2 separate regions of the Sus scrofa genome follow, and region 2 is linked to region 1. Evidence: chromatin contacts called from public HiChIP or PLAC-seq data. All regions are on one chromosome and are shown on one strand. The core of a region is the stretch at or near the end of the contact, and the rest is flanking DNA. Distances in the headings are between cores, read along the strand shown.

Region 1 (6,805 bases), core at 2,048-4,547:
TCCTCAATTTTAAAAAATTATCAGACCGTTAAAAAAATTCATGTGATAAAACAGTGAAAGGACTTGTCACTAAAGTTAGATCTGGTATCAATGCTTTACTCTGGATTTTGATTCTTAAAATGTTCATTGGGGGAAGACCTCCTAATTTTCTTAAAAGCCTTTTTTTTTTTTTTGCCCCCTAGAAACCTCACAGCTGCCCTTAGGCTTTGCCTAAAATGCAAGGTAATTCCTTTATGGGCAATTCTTGGAACTTTATTTAATGCTTATTCCTCAGCTGGTAAAATAATTTTCGAGAGGATTTAAACTTGAGTTAAATGACCCTGACCTGTCATGTGATCAGCTAGGCTGAAACTCCCACAATGTCTACCAAAATGGTTAAAAAGGAATAATTTTGTGATCTAGTTTAGAGATGCAAATGGCCATCACCTGATTTCAGTTCATCTTTTTTTTTTTTCTTCACTCATAAGTTCCATCTATTAAAACTGTTTCATTTCTCTCCTCTGGATCCCCACCCTGTACCCCCAATTCTCTACATCATTTTCCTACACAGGAAACCAGAACTGGATGTGGCCACCAAGTGGGGACCTAGGTGAGTGGTTAACAGTGTCCATTCAGTCCCGTCCTTGCCCTGGGTTGCAGGTCAGTAAGAGGGAAGGTTGGAGGGAACTAAACTCAACCCATGACCATGTCCAGGGCACCAAGCCCACGTAGCAGAGAGTACAGTGCAGTTTTGCAATTTCTTGTAAGCAGTTTCTCTTGTCTAGAGCGAAGGAAAAGGCGATTGGACAGGATGTTTACTTGGAATTTCTGGTCCCCACCATGTAAGCACATCTGTGTGAGGCTATCTGGCACGCAATGTGCTCTGCAAGTCCATCACTAGGGATTCAGCCATACCTAACTGGACTTTTATTTTTTCAAATGCTTTTCTTATTATCCCAGGATCACCTGCTGATGGTAACCTATTTGGTTTGTTGCAGCATATTGGAAGTTTCCAGGCTAGGGGTCGTAGCTGCCAGCCAATGCCACAGCCACAGCAATATGGGATCTGAGCTGCATCTGCGACCTACACCACAGCTCACAGCTCACAGCAGTGCCGGATCCTTAACCCACTGAGTGAGGCCAAGGATCGACGGAACTCGTGTCCTCATGGATCCTAGTCAGGTTCATTACCACTGAGCCACAGAGGGAACTCCTTGATTATAACCTCTTTGGAAAGGCAATGGCAGTGTAAAGAAGCTTGCCTAAACTAATAAAATATTTCTTCCTCATCATTTCTGAAACACTCAGTTTGTAAATGCTATGTTCTCTGCCCATCACCTGGTCCCTTGCAAATCCAAGTTCATGGCTTTTCAGGTTTCTGTGAATTATGTCTCAGATCAATGCCTTCTGCTTCTGGGTCCTTCACCCAGACACCAGAGAACCATTCCGGCTCCTTCCTATTCCTAAATTCCTTCATCTCAGTCTTCAGGTACCTAGTTGGGGCCCTTCTCTTCCACATCTCTGAGGCTTGAGCTAAGCCCTCCCTCTTCTGTCCGCCAGGGCGGGTTTCCTTCCCCACTGACCCACTGACCACTTCACTTTTATTAGTCCCACTTCTCTTCCTCTTACTCCTCCTGGAAGGTCTGAGTCTCCAGAATTCTCATCATCTTGCTGGGCCTGGACAGGGTTCTCCTGGACTGTTCAGTCTGAATGCCACACACTAGCGGCCACTGTCTAATATGGTAGGGCGTACGTGTCAATGATTTTGTTTAGCTGCTATTCAGAAAGCCTATCCTTGTCCTGAGGTGTAAGCATTCTAAGGGCGAGGGCTGGGTCCTTGTATGGGATCAGACTACCACAAGGTGAATTAGGGGTTTCCTTAACAGTAAAGGATGACACCTATGGCATCTATCTTGGGAGACTATCTGCACTCTAAACGCTTTTGGTACTGCTGAATATAGGTTTAGCATGTTCCTATCAAAAGAAAAAAAAACAAACATTTCATTTAATTCAACAAATGCCCTGAATGTCTATTATATGCAAGACACGATTTAGGTATTTTCAGGAAAAATAATGAACAAAAGATGTGAGTATTACTTTATGGTCTCTTACACCTTACTGGTGGATCAAAACAACTACTATACAAGGCAAAACAAGATGAATGTCATGAAGGGGTACAGGTCGTGAAGGGATTTAAAGATGAGTGAAATCACACTGGATGAAGAAACCAGGGACTACTTTAAGAAGAAGGTGTCATTTTAGGTAGTTTTCAAATGATGGGTAGAATTTTGATATAGATTATCTACAGATCAGCTTAAATGGCATTTAACATTAATTAACATCTCAACTTTAAATGAAAGTTGCTATTTTCACAAGAAGTGCCAATATTTAGATTATGCATATACGAAGCAGCAGCTAAGGACTGCAAATCAACGTGTTTTCACGTTGTCAGAGACATATTTTGGACAAAAAGCAGACTTCTGTAAAGCCCTTTATAAACCTCAATGGTTTAGTTACAAAGTGAGCAACATAGGGCATTTTGGATACAAATGGAACCTCGCTGTATGTGTGTATTATTGGCCCAAATGATTCACTCTTATTTAACTGCAATGAAGTCTTTCATCTCCCAGCTATACAGTAATAGTTTCCATATGACCGGTGGCTCTGCTATAAATAAGATCAAAAGCAAAAGAAAGGATTTAATAAAAGAAAATGACATTAAGAGTAGCATTAAATCAGGGAAAAAAAATACCAATATCCAACTTTTTTTTTTTAAGAGCAAAGCTTCACAGAGCACCAAGCCGTTTCCCCAATATGTCATGAAAAGGCATTTGCAAGTGGTAGGCATGCACAAAATCCATTTGTGTATGCCTGAGAGTGGCAAAGATGAAGTTGGGGGCTGGGAGGTTGGGGAAGAACACCCCCATTTAGAGGCAGGAGGAGAACAGGTACTGGACCAAACAGCAAGTTTCACGCTGTGGAGTTCAAGGGAATGGGCCTGTGGCGGACGTCCATCCACTGCTCTGTCCTTGGCTCTTCTATTTAATGGAGATGGACTTTTTGGTAATCCTGAGTCTCTCAGAGAATCATAACATTGCTCAACTCGACTACATAAGTTCTGAGAAAGGAAGTTTTTTTTGGCAATGCACAGTGACCCGATACGAAGAGCCAACTTCCCAAACAAATTTTCTTCTAGTTCTTTAAAAAAAAAATTACAATGTTAATCTCTATTCCCGACTGGATAAACAGCTGCTAATAACCTCCAGCGCCCAAGGGAGGAGTTCATTTCCTTTCATCTTCAGTCTGGTGGATATCTGACGTGCACTGGACTTTAGCGATTCCACATGTTTTGTGCTTTGCCATGCAAAACTGCCTGGCCTTGCCCATGCAGGTCCCTCTTCTTTCCTTCTTTGAGACCGCATCCAGAAACTCAGAGGATGGACCAGGCTCTGGGACTACTTATTTGAAACTGTAGTTCTTTTTACTGTGGGTGTATTTAGAGAGGAAATGCAAGTACATAAAGGAAGTTAAAGGCTTGGACCTTCGTTTTTGAAGCCTTGGGAGGGAAACAGCCATTTCAGAGAGAGCTAATTACGCACTCAAGGGCTGGCTACGTTCAAAGATACTCTATTTCTAACAGCATCTCGAACGTGATTACTTTATCTGTTTGCCTCCTAAATAAAGGAGCCAACCTCAACACTTTTTCCTCTAATAGGAAGGACTCTGCAGAAGATTATAGGGCCAGCCGGGCCCCAGCGTCTTTCTCACTTGTTCCTGAGCACCTGCTTTTACTGGTGACCTCAGTTCTACACCTCAAGATTCAGACACTTCGCAAAACAGCTTTTTAAACAAAAACCAGCTGTTTCCCATCTAGACTACAGGGGGGAAAATTGGGGGCAGCTTACAGAAACATTACCCAGAGACTACCATTCTCCAATAACTTTCACACACTTTCAGCTCCAAACGAGACCCGGTCCTGTTGCAGAAGCCAGGGAGAAGGCAAAAATGTGAAATTAAAATGTGGAAACTTAACACCGTGGTTTTTGACAATATGTCCAATTAACTGCGTGAAAATGAATGTGGCTATTGTATCAGGACAATGCTTCCCCAAAGATGTCATTTAACTAATACTGGACAGATCTTTCCGTTAAACTCAACTTTATAGTTGTAAGATGATTTATGTATCCAGAGGAAGCTATAATTATGTACAACTTCAAATGCCAATCAATTAGGTAAAATCCCCGCATTTCAGAAATCTGATGTTTAAAGCTTCATTTTTTGTTGTTTAGGTTTTCCTTCCTAAAGCTGCTCTGCCTAAACCCTCTTATTTCGAATCTATTTTACACTTCTGTTTTCTAAGCAATTAAGATACTTTTGATTTGAAAAAAAAATTTACAGCCACAATAAAAGTTAAAATAACACAACAGCCACAGGTTTTGGAAGAAAAAAAAAAAAAATACAAAATGGCCAAGGCTGAGTCTTGGCTTTTAAATGGTGCCAAGTTGCTCCAGCATTTTCTGTTTTGGTATGAATGACATAACTGAATTACTTCATGAGCTGCTACTTTAATTCCTAAGGGTGGAAAATTCCATGAGTTAATTTGATTTGGATGTAAAAAATATACACGAAAACTCACTCTTCCTGTGGACTCTCCTGTGAAAGATCCGAGCCAATTGTTGGAGCTGCTGAGCTCCGAGGAGGGCCTTTCCGCCCAGCGCAGCCCTGCCTGGCACACCGTAAGGGCCGGTATCATGGGGTCATTTTCTCACTCCCATCTGCACACATAAGATCCTTTATTTTCTGGGTTTTTTTTTTTTCGATCCTGTTTATTCTGTAATGCCCTCCTCGCCTGCCTCTGTTCAAGTCCGATGCAGGCTTGAATGTGAGCTCAGTGACACATTTTCCTAGTGGTCCCCTAAGGCTGGCCAACGTTCACCCTTCTCTGAATCACTTCTGAGGTCACTTAATCATTCCACGCTACATTATACTTAGTTAGGTACAGACTTGCGTTATCACCCTCCCAGAGTCAAAGGCCCGTGGGCTCAGAGACTTTTTCTTGCACGTTTATGTGTCCCCTAAGGAGCTGAAACACAGACCATGCTGAAGGATGAATAAATATCAGTGTATTTTCTAACCTGTACCATACAGATTTCTCCCTTCAGAAAATCGAACTCCTGAGAAAAAGAGGGTAATACTATTTCTTAAAATGCAAGGGTTGTGTCTTTTCTAAGTGATGGACAGTTTGGCACTGTGGCCTTGTCCCTAATACAGTATAACTGTGCTATGGGAAGTGTCTGTTTTCCCCTCTATTGTTTAAGAAGGAAGTCAAAATGCGTTAAGGTCCTACAGTCTATTTTAAATGTGTTTCTTATAAAACCTTTCCTTTTATTTTTATTGTCTTCAGTTTCTTTCATCAATGTCATAGGTTTCAGGACACAGTTCTTTCACCTTTTTGGTTAAATTCATTCTTAGGTATTTTATTCTTTTCAATTTGATTGTAAATAGCACGGTTTTCTTGATTTCTTTTTCTCTTTTAAAATTATCGTCGATTTACAGTGTTGTGTCAATTTCTGCTGTACAGCATAGTGACCTAGTCACGCATACGCAGACATTCCTTTTCTCAGACTGTCCTCCATTGTGCTCTATCACAAGAGACTGGATATAGTTTCCTATGCTATATGGCAGGACCTTATTCTAAATGTAAGAGTTTGCATCTACCAACCCCAAACTCCCCATCCATCCCACTCCCTCTCTCCTCCCCCTTGGCAACCACAAGTCTGTTCTCTATGTCTGAGTCTGTTCCTCTTTTGTAAATAGGTTCATTTTTACATTTTAAAAGTCAGGAGACAACCATTTTGGCTTTTATATATTTAAATATTTAAAGTTCATGTCACCAGGGTACTAAACACATCCTTTGGGGGAAAATTAAGGAACTAGGTGTGGTTTGTCCTAGAAGTATGGAGAGAAGGGCTTCTTTGGGTTTGACAGTCCAATGCAGACTGACTGTCTCGTTTCTAGGTCATGGGCCTGAGTTTGAGTAAAAAGGAGATTAGGGGAATAAAATGGGGGATATACCTAATTTAGACCCAGTGGGATCTGGACATGCATGGTGCCTCACCATTTGCCTCAGGGGTTGTTAATGGTGAGTAAACGGTCTCACTGCCATGGCTGTATTCGAACCTCTTGACTTGTTTAAGTGAATGCAGAAATAACACATGGTGGGCTCAAGGATTCTACTATGACTGTTGTAACTAACTCATGGTCAAGAGAACTTCTTTAAGTCAGACAGAGGGAGACAGATACTGAATATTCTCAGTTACATGTAGAATCTAGAAAAGTGAACTCTAAGAAGTGAGAGAGGAGAATTCTGGTTGCCAGGGACTGGGGGCTGGGGTGGGGGATGAGGAGATGTCAGTCCAAGGGGATGAACTTATAAGACAAGTTCTGGGGATCTAGTGCACAGCATGGTTACATTAAGAATACTGTCTTGGAGTTCCCATGGTGGCACAGCGGAAATGAATCTGACTAGGAATCATGAGGTTGCGGGTTCGATCCCTGGCCTTGCTTAGTGGGTCAAGGATCCGGCATTGCCATGAGCTGTGGTGTAGGTCACAGACGTGGCTCAGATCCTGTGTTGCTGTGGCTGTGGTGTAGGCTGGCAGCTGTAGCTCCAATTAGATCCCTAGCCTTGGGAACATTCCACATGTCACGGGTGCAACTCTAAAAAAAGCAAAAAAAAAAAGGAATACTGTCTTATATACTTGAAAGTTGTTGAGAGTGGCTCTTTGAAGTTATCAACACCAAAAAAAAAAAAAAAAAAAAAAAA
Region 2 (6,805 bases), core at 2,310-4,809, 1.1 Mb after region 1:
GTGTATGTGTATGTGTGTGTTAGTACACATATATATAAATGCTACATCTTCTTTATCCATTCACCTGTCAGTGGACACTTGGGATGCTTCCATATCTTGGCAATTGTAAAATGCTACTATGAACATTGGGATGCATGTATCCCAATGTTTTTCTTGGATATATACCCAGGAATGGAATTGCTGGAACATATGGTAGTTTTAGCTTTAGTTTTTCGAGAAACCTCTATGCTATTTTCCATAGTAGCTGTACCAATTTACGTTCCTACCAACAGTGTACGAGAGTTCCTTTTTCTCCACATCCTTGCCAACATGTGCTATTTATCTTCTGTTTTGATGATGGCCACTCTGACAGTGTGTGGTGATATCCCATGTGGTTATGAGTGCATTTCCCTGATGATTAGTGATGTTGGCCATTACTGTGTCATTATTCTTGAAATTGTATAAGATGTTAAACACACTCTCTGGCTGTTATTATGTATTTCTTAGGTTTTTAAAAGAACATTGATGTGTGAGGGCCAAATAAAAGGTACAAATGTACAGTACCACCCTTCCCACCCCCATCCCACTTTGCCTTAAATGGTAAGTTATTTCCAAGGCTATTCTCCAAGAGCCACATGGACTCCCTCCCCACTGCACTGTTGGTGAACAACAGCATTCAGAAAGCAGGTAGGTCCCAGGGTACACAAATGCTGGTCACCGTGGCTGATGGTGTGTTATTGTTCTTGCTGCTGTTATCTACTTCACTTGTGTTTTTGTCTTGTCCTAGGCTGAAAAAACTCAGACATCTGATGGTTTCTTGACTATATTCACCAGCCCCATTTTACTAACTACTTTGGTGGATAACATTTGAAAAACATCTCCACGAAGAATTTTGTCCTGAAATCCCAGTTGAGCACTTTGTGGAAAAAGACGTTAAAGAAAGTTTTAGCTGAGGGAGAGTCTTTCCTTGGTATGTATTTGTTTAGTCTCTGCTTGTTAGACCCCAGATTTCCTTATGTGGTCCCTCCAAAATGATGAATATGTATTTCCTCGAATCTTAATGCACTTTGTGTTGCTATTTTAACGTTTCTGAAATCAGGATGCATTTGCAATCTATGACATGACATAGTTTGACAGTATTTTTTTTTTCTTTCTTAGAACACAACATAATGGACTGTCTTTAGATTGATGGTTTCTTAGATTCTCCAACATATAACATCATGTTTCAATGGGGATTCCTGGAGGGGGAAAACAGCAAAGGTCCCAGAACATGGAGAGATCAAAGGCCAGTACACTCCCTAGAGGCTAGAAATGACTGCCTGAAAAAACCCACACCTGAGAGCCAGTCTTGTGGGCTGGAAAGCAGAAGGTAAGGAAAGAAGGAAAAGATGGGTCAATGTGAACCAAAATACTGGTAAATATTTGCTTCCATGTTTTGTGTGTTCATTTCAACACACACAGAGAGAAACGCATTAAACCCCAACTATTAAATAGAACCCTCTGCAAACCCCAAGCATGGCTCAAAATGTTCAGCCAAGACAGATAACTGTTCAACAAGCAGGTTGTGACACTGCTATGCAAACCCTGGGAATAGTACCTACAAATAAAGCTCAGCACCACCCCCAGGAACCACATCTACTTCTAACCATGACAATGAGACCAGGTTCACACCAGCCACTGCCAAGTTCAGAGGACCAGAATGTTCCCCTGCTGAAAGCAGAGAAAAAAAATGCATCTTATCCCATCCTTAAAGACTTAGAGAATGAACAGCCACCACTTTGCATTTCTCTTTACCTCCAGTTGGGCTCTCTGCCCCACCATAAGTAGCTGATGAGCCATCACTCAGCTTGAACAGAAAAGGCTCCAAGTTCTTCAGCCCCTTTGCACCATGTTCATTCAACACATACTGTTCCTTCCAAACACCAGCCCCAGACCCACTGTTGGGAGCTTGGTGGCAGGAATCAGGGCAGAATGAGGCACATTTGACTGAGTGTCAACTCAGAAAACAATGTGTAAAAGGGATGTTTTGCCATCTGCAGTATAAGAGGATAGAAGAATCTCTTTATCAAAATCTCTGTTTAACGAAGAATGAATCACGTTGCCCAGGTGGTCTTGCACAAGTGCTCTGATGTATAGAAAGGAATCTGCTTGAATGAACCAGCAGCAATTCATAAATCACAAGGACTTGCAAAATCCCCATAGAACAAAGCAATAAATAAATAAACCTATGGGTAGGGGCTGTGGGAATCCCGCTTTCTCTCACTAAAATTACCCTGGCTTAACTATTTTATTTCAGTAATTTGGTCACTGATATATAGGTTAAGGACTTACCAAATGACATGAGGATGCCTTTTTTTTTTTGCTTTTTTGGGCCACACCCGCAGCATATGAAGGTTCCCAGGCTAGGGGTCAAATCAGAGTTACAACTGCCAACCTATACCACAGCCACAGCAACGCAGGATCTGAACTGTGTCTGCAACCTACACCACCACAGCTCAGGGCAACTCTGGATCCACAACCCACTGAGCCAGGCCAGGGATCAAACCCACATCCTCATAGTTATTAGTTGGGTTCGTTACCACTGAGCCACAACAGGAACTCCCATGAGGATGTATTTTTACATAAACTTTCTTAAAAGAGTTGTGTGTTTCTACAGATACTTTGATTTGTTTAAGAGTTATTTGCTAGGTTGCAGTTTAGGAATTATATGGTGTCTTTGTGGAGTCGGACAGCAGTTTTCTTTGGGACATCAGATGAGATGCTTTCTGTGTTAGGCAAGAATTACCTAAACTGGTGGGCGTAGCTGCAGTAGCTTTCCATCTGCTCATGGCAAAGCCTCCTTGAACCAGGACTTACTAGAAGGAGGGCTGTGCTTATTTGCTTTGATGTATTATGGGTAGAGCCAAGCCCTACACCATGTACACATGGTACTTAATAAGTACAGACTGTTCAGAGTTTAAATGGATTGAAACTGAACAGAAAGGAAGAGCAGAAACTGATCAGCGCGGATTTGGCTTATTTTGAGAAAACCACATGTATCTGATTTAGTGCGGTCCAAATTGATATGCTCCAACTTGTTCACACACAAGACCTGAGAAGCTGGTCTCCCACCTCCCCGAGAGAAATCAAGGTAGAGATTCTGATGGCTTCCCTGCCAGTAAAGGAAACTTAAACAGAGCTTAAACAGGGGAAGAACTGATGTCGCTAAAACACCAGACTGACAGCCCGGGTACTTCCTTGCCACCTGGCCATTATAATACCCTCAGAGCTTCTGTCACTGTCATGCTTACTTTCCACTCCATAAAATGGAGTGCTAGAAACAGATACTAGGGGAGCAGCTTGCCTCCAGTGCCCTGCTATGTGACAGTTTCCTGCATAGGACTTTTATTCTTATTTGGCACTTGAACTTCGAAATGACTCAGTGATTCATGCTTTGCTGCTGCACGTGATAATTGCCTTGGCAGAAAAGGATGTCTTTGTTCTTGCCCACTCACCTTTTGTATGGAGTTTCCCACTCCTGTTCCCTTATTTATGACTTGTTGATGTTCATCTATTTTTAGCAAGTGTTTTGCTAATATCCAAGGAGTCATCAAAGATGCAGCTGCTTGGTCCCTACAGGAAACTCCGCTTCAGGGGGTTAGTGCTACTCTATAAGGATCTGTTCTCGAACATTCCTCTGCATGATGATGAGAAAGGCACTTCTTGATTTTTAAATTAGCTGGCTAATGCCTCTATCTTTTCTCTTCCCTTTTGGAGCTCGATGAACTCATATGTTATTCTTGGTTGGTTGTCAAACGAGCGAGGATGTTTTTCTGATCATCTTTATGTGGAGTTATATTTGGCTGGGTTTTTTCCTCCCTTTTCAGAGACTCCTTTCTTCATGGTGGGACATGTGACCTTGTTTTTACGTTTTCTGTGTCCCAGGCTAGGAAACTTGTGATTGTCCTTTCCTGTTCCTTCTTGAGTCACTGGTTTGTGTTACAAATGCCTGGCTCACTTCCTCCGAGTCCTTAGAAAGGGGTTTCTCCAAAACAACCCCACGGCTGCCTCTCTGTCATTGTGTGGATGTGGCAGCAGAAGCCATGACAAAGTCCATCCTTCTCCAGTAGCAACCCAATCTGGGTAACAGACAGTGTACTCAAAATGCTCTATTTTATTTCATTTCATTTCATTTTGCTTTTTAGGGCTGCACCCTCAATATATGAAGGTTCCCCGGCTAGGGGTCGAATCAGAGCTGTAGCTGCTGACCTACACCACAGCCACAGCAACTCAGGATCTGCTGTGATCTGTGACCTACACCACAGATCACAGCAACACCAGATCCAGTAGGGCCAGGGACTGAACCCGCATCCTCATGGATACTAGTCAGTTTCATTTCCACTGAACTACAACAGGAACTCCCAAAATGCTCTATTTTAAAGTGATCTTATTGTAAGACAAGCCACTGTGAAGTTCTCACTGCAGTCCAAGTGGGTCTTTGCAGGAAAAGAGGATATCCAGCAGTAACTCCCCATAAGGCTTCATGGGTCATCCATCGACCCATTTCTTTCTTTTTTTTTTTAATAATGATTTTTATTTTTTCCATTATAGCTGGTTTACAGTGTTCTGTCAATTTTCTACTGTATATCAAGGTGACCCAGTTACACATACATGTATACATTCTTTTTTCTCATATTATCATGCTCCATCATAAGTGACCAGGTATAGTTTCCAGTGCTATACAGAAGGATTTCATTGCTTATCCATTCCCAAGGCAATAGTTTGCATCTATTAACCCCAAATTCCCAGTCCATCCCACTCCCTCCCCCGCCCCCTTGGCAACCACAAGTCTGTTCTCCATGCCCATGATTTTCTTTTCTGTGGAAAGCTTCATTTGTGCCATATATTAGATTCCAAATATAAGTGATATCATATGGTATTTGTCTTTCTCTTTCTGACTTACTTCACTTAGTATGAGAGTCTCTAGTTCCATCCATGTTGCTGCAAATGGCATTATTTTGTTCTTTTTTATGGCTGAGTGGTATTCCATTGTGTATGTATACCACATCTTCTTAATCCATTCATCTGCATCAACCCTTTTCTATTCTTCCTTAAAAACATAAAATATTTCTTCTGCATTGGTCTGGGCTTTCAAAAATCAGGAGGGAAAACAAAAATCACCCTTAAAGAAAGAAAGAAATATATAAATAAATCTTAAAGAAAGAAAGAAGAGAATTTTGGAATCAATTTCACAAGTTTTTTTGAAACTGATATGAATCTACGAGAGGAGGAATAGTAAACATGGGAGACTGGAAGGGGAAGAGAAAGGAGGGCATTTGAAGTGGAATATTCTGCTTTTGCTCTTTCCCTTCCATCCAGCATCCATACGCTCTCACAGCAGAATGAGAGGAGGAAGAGGAAAACAGTGTTCCCAGGCAGCCCACAGCATGTAATGCTTTAAGACATATTTTGGAACATAGTGCAGTGCAGAGGCTGAAAGCACAGGCTTAGGAACTAGGTTCAAATCCTTCCTCCACCACTTCCAAGCTTTGAGTCCTTTGCCAGTTATGTTCATCTCTCAGTGCCTCAGTTTTCCCATCTGTAAGAGGGGGATCTTGATAATATCTCTCTTGTGGAGTTATGAGGAGAAAAGAGGTTAATATTAAACAGTGCCTGGCACATAGTTACTGCTATATAAGCATTTGATAAGCCTAAATATTAACTTACACAAATTAAGTAAATAAATAAATCCATTTGATCTCCATTTTCCCCTGAGCTAGGTATTTGTCACAAACATCACTGGTTGCTGGCTCAAAAGCCCCTCCTCCTCTCCCCTCCCTTCTCTTCCCTGTGGGCAGGGCTCATCTTCCCTCTCTAGAGGCTTAACCTGTCCTGAGTCAACTTTCCCAGCATTCCTTGCAGCTAAGGCATGAACATGAAACCCAACTCTGGCCAATGGAAGCTGAGGACATTTTTGCTCAAATCTTTTGTGTTTTGTTGTTTAAATGCACTGTTTTTATTTTGGGGCCATGCCCATGGCATATGGAAGTTCCTGGGTCAAGGACTAAAGCGGTTACAGTGACAATGGTGGATCCTTAACCAACTGCGCCACAAGAGAACTCCTGCTCGAATCTTTTGGAAAGATTTGCCTGCCTTACCAAAGAAGCAGTCAGACAATGAAAAGCCCCCTTTCATGATCCCCCTGTCTGCCGACATCATTCTAGAGCCATCATCTTGTGACCATGAGGAAAAAGCCAAGAAACGACAAACTAGCTTTACTGAACCAATTCCAGAACCACCTATCCCGAGGCTGCTTGTCAAGTGCAGTGCTAAGATAATAAATGACCACTTTCTAATCAAGAAATGGACACTCTTTAAGCCATTCTAAGTCCAGTGGCCAAATAGCACAAGGTTATTTTCTATGAAGAAAGAGAGGGCTAAAAAGGTTAAATTACCTCACTAGCCAGACAGATGGTAGAACTGGGAATTCAATCCCAGTCTGACTCTAGAGCTTGAGCTCATGCTGCTGCACCAGAAGCCGCCACATCCAACAGCCCTTACCCCCTTGTTGATGCCAGTTAGGACTCAGCACCAAGGGACAGCTGTGGTCAGGGATGGCTGGGGCAGAGTGAAAAATAACAGATGCCTTCTAACATATGATTCCTTTCATTATTTGCCAATTACGGTCACGTCTAGAAATGCAAAACTGGAAGGGAGCTCACACGCCTTCCAGTCTACAAAACAAAACAGAGATGACCAAATTCATACCAGGTAGTGACAAAGTCATATGAAAACTGAAATCATGACCCCACGTTACAGTTCAAGAAACTGAGGCACCAGGAGGTTA

What was found. HiChIP or PLAC-seq counts read pairs in DNA pulled down with a chosen protein or histone mark.
Region 2: an H3K27ac HiChIP or PLAC-seq map of skeletal muscle shows a contact between it and region 1, with 16 times the contacts expected there. The contact joins two enhancer-like sites. A contact is called at or near these places in 2 of 47 Hi-C or Micro-C datasets (heart right ventricle and subcutaneous adipose tissue) and 1 of 2 datasets of contacts at active chromatin or transcription factors (skeletal muscle).

The regions. Positions count from the first base shown.
Region 1 is chr1:104,733,049-104,739,853 of Sscrofa11.1, forward strand. All of the region lies in intron 15 of TCF4 (transcription factor 4), which reads right to left. Among named protein-coding and RNA genes, the nearest start is that of CCDC68, 260 kb to the left of the region's middle. Within about 2 kb of position 3,298, at least 27 of the 83 cell types and tissues checked have an H3K27ac peak or open chromatin away from gene starts, as enhancers often do. A contact at or near this core is called in skeletal muscle, where this site is marked.
Region 2 is chr1:105,845,887-105,852,691 of Sscrofa11.1, forward strand. No RefSeq gene overlaps it. Among named protein-coding and RNA genes, the nearest start is that of TXNL1, 160 kb to the right of the region's middle. Within about 2 kb of position 3,560, at least 13 of the 83 cell types and tissues checked have an H3K27ac peak or open chromatin away from gene starts, as enhancers often do. A contact at or near this core is called in skeletal muscle, where this site is marked.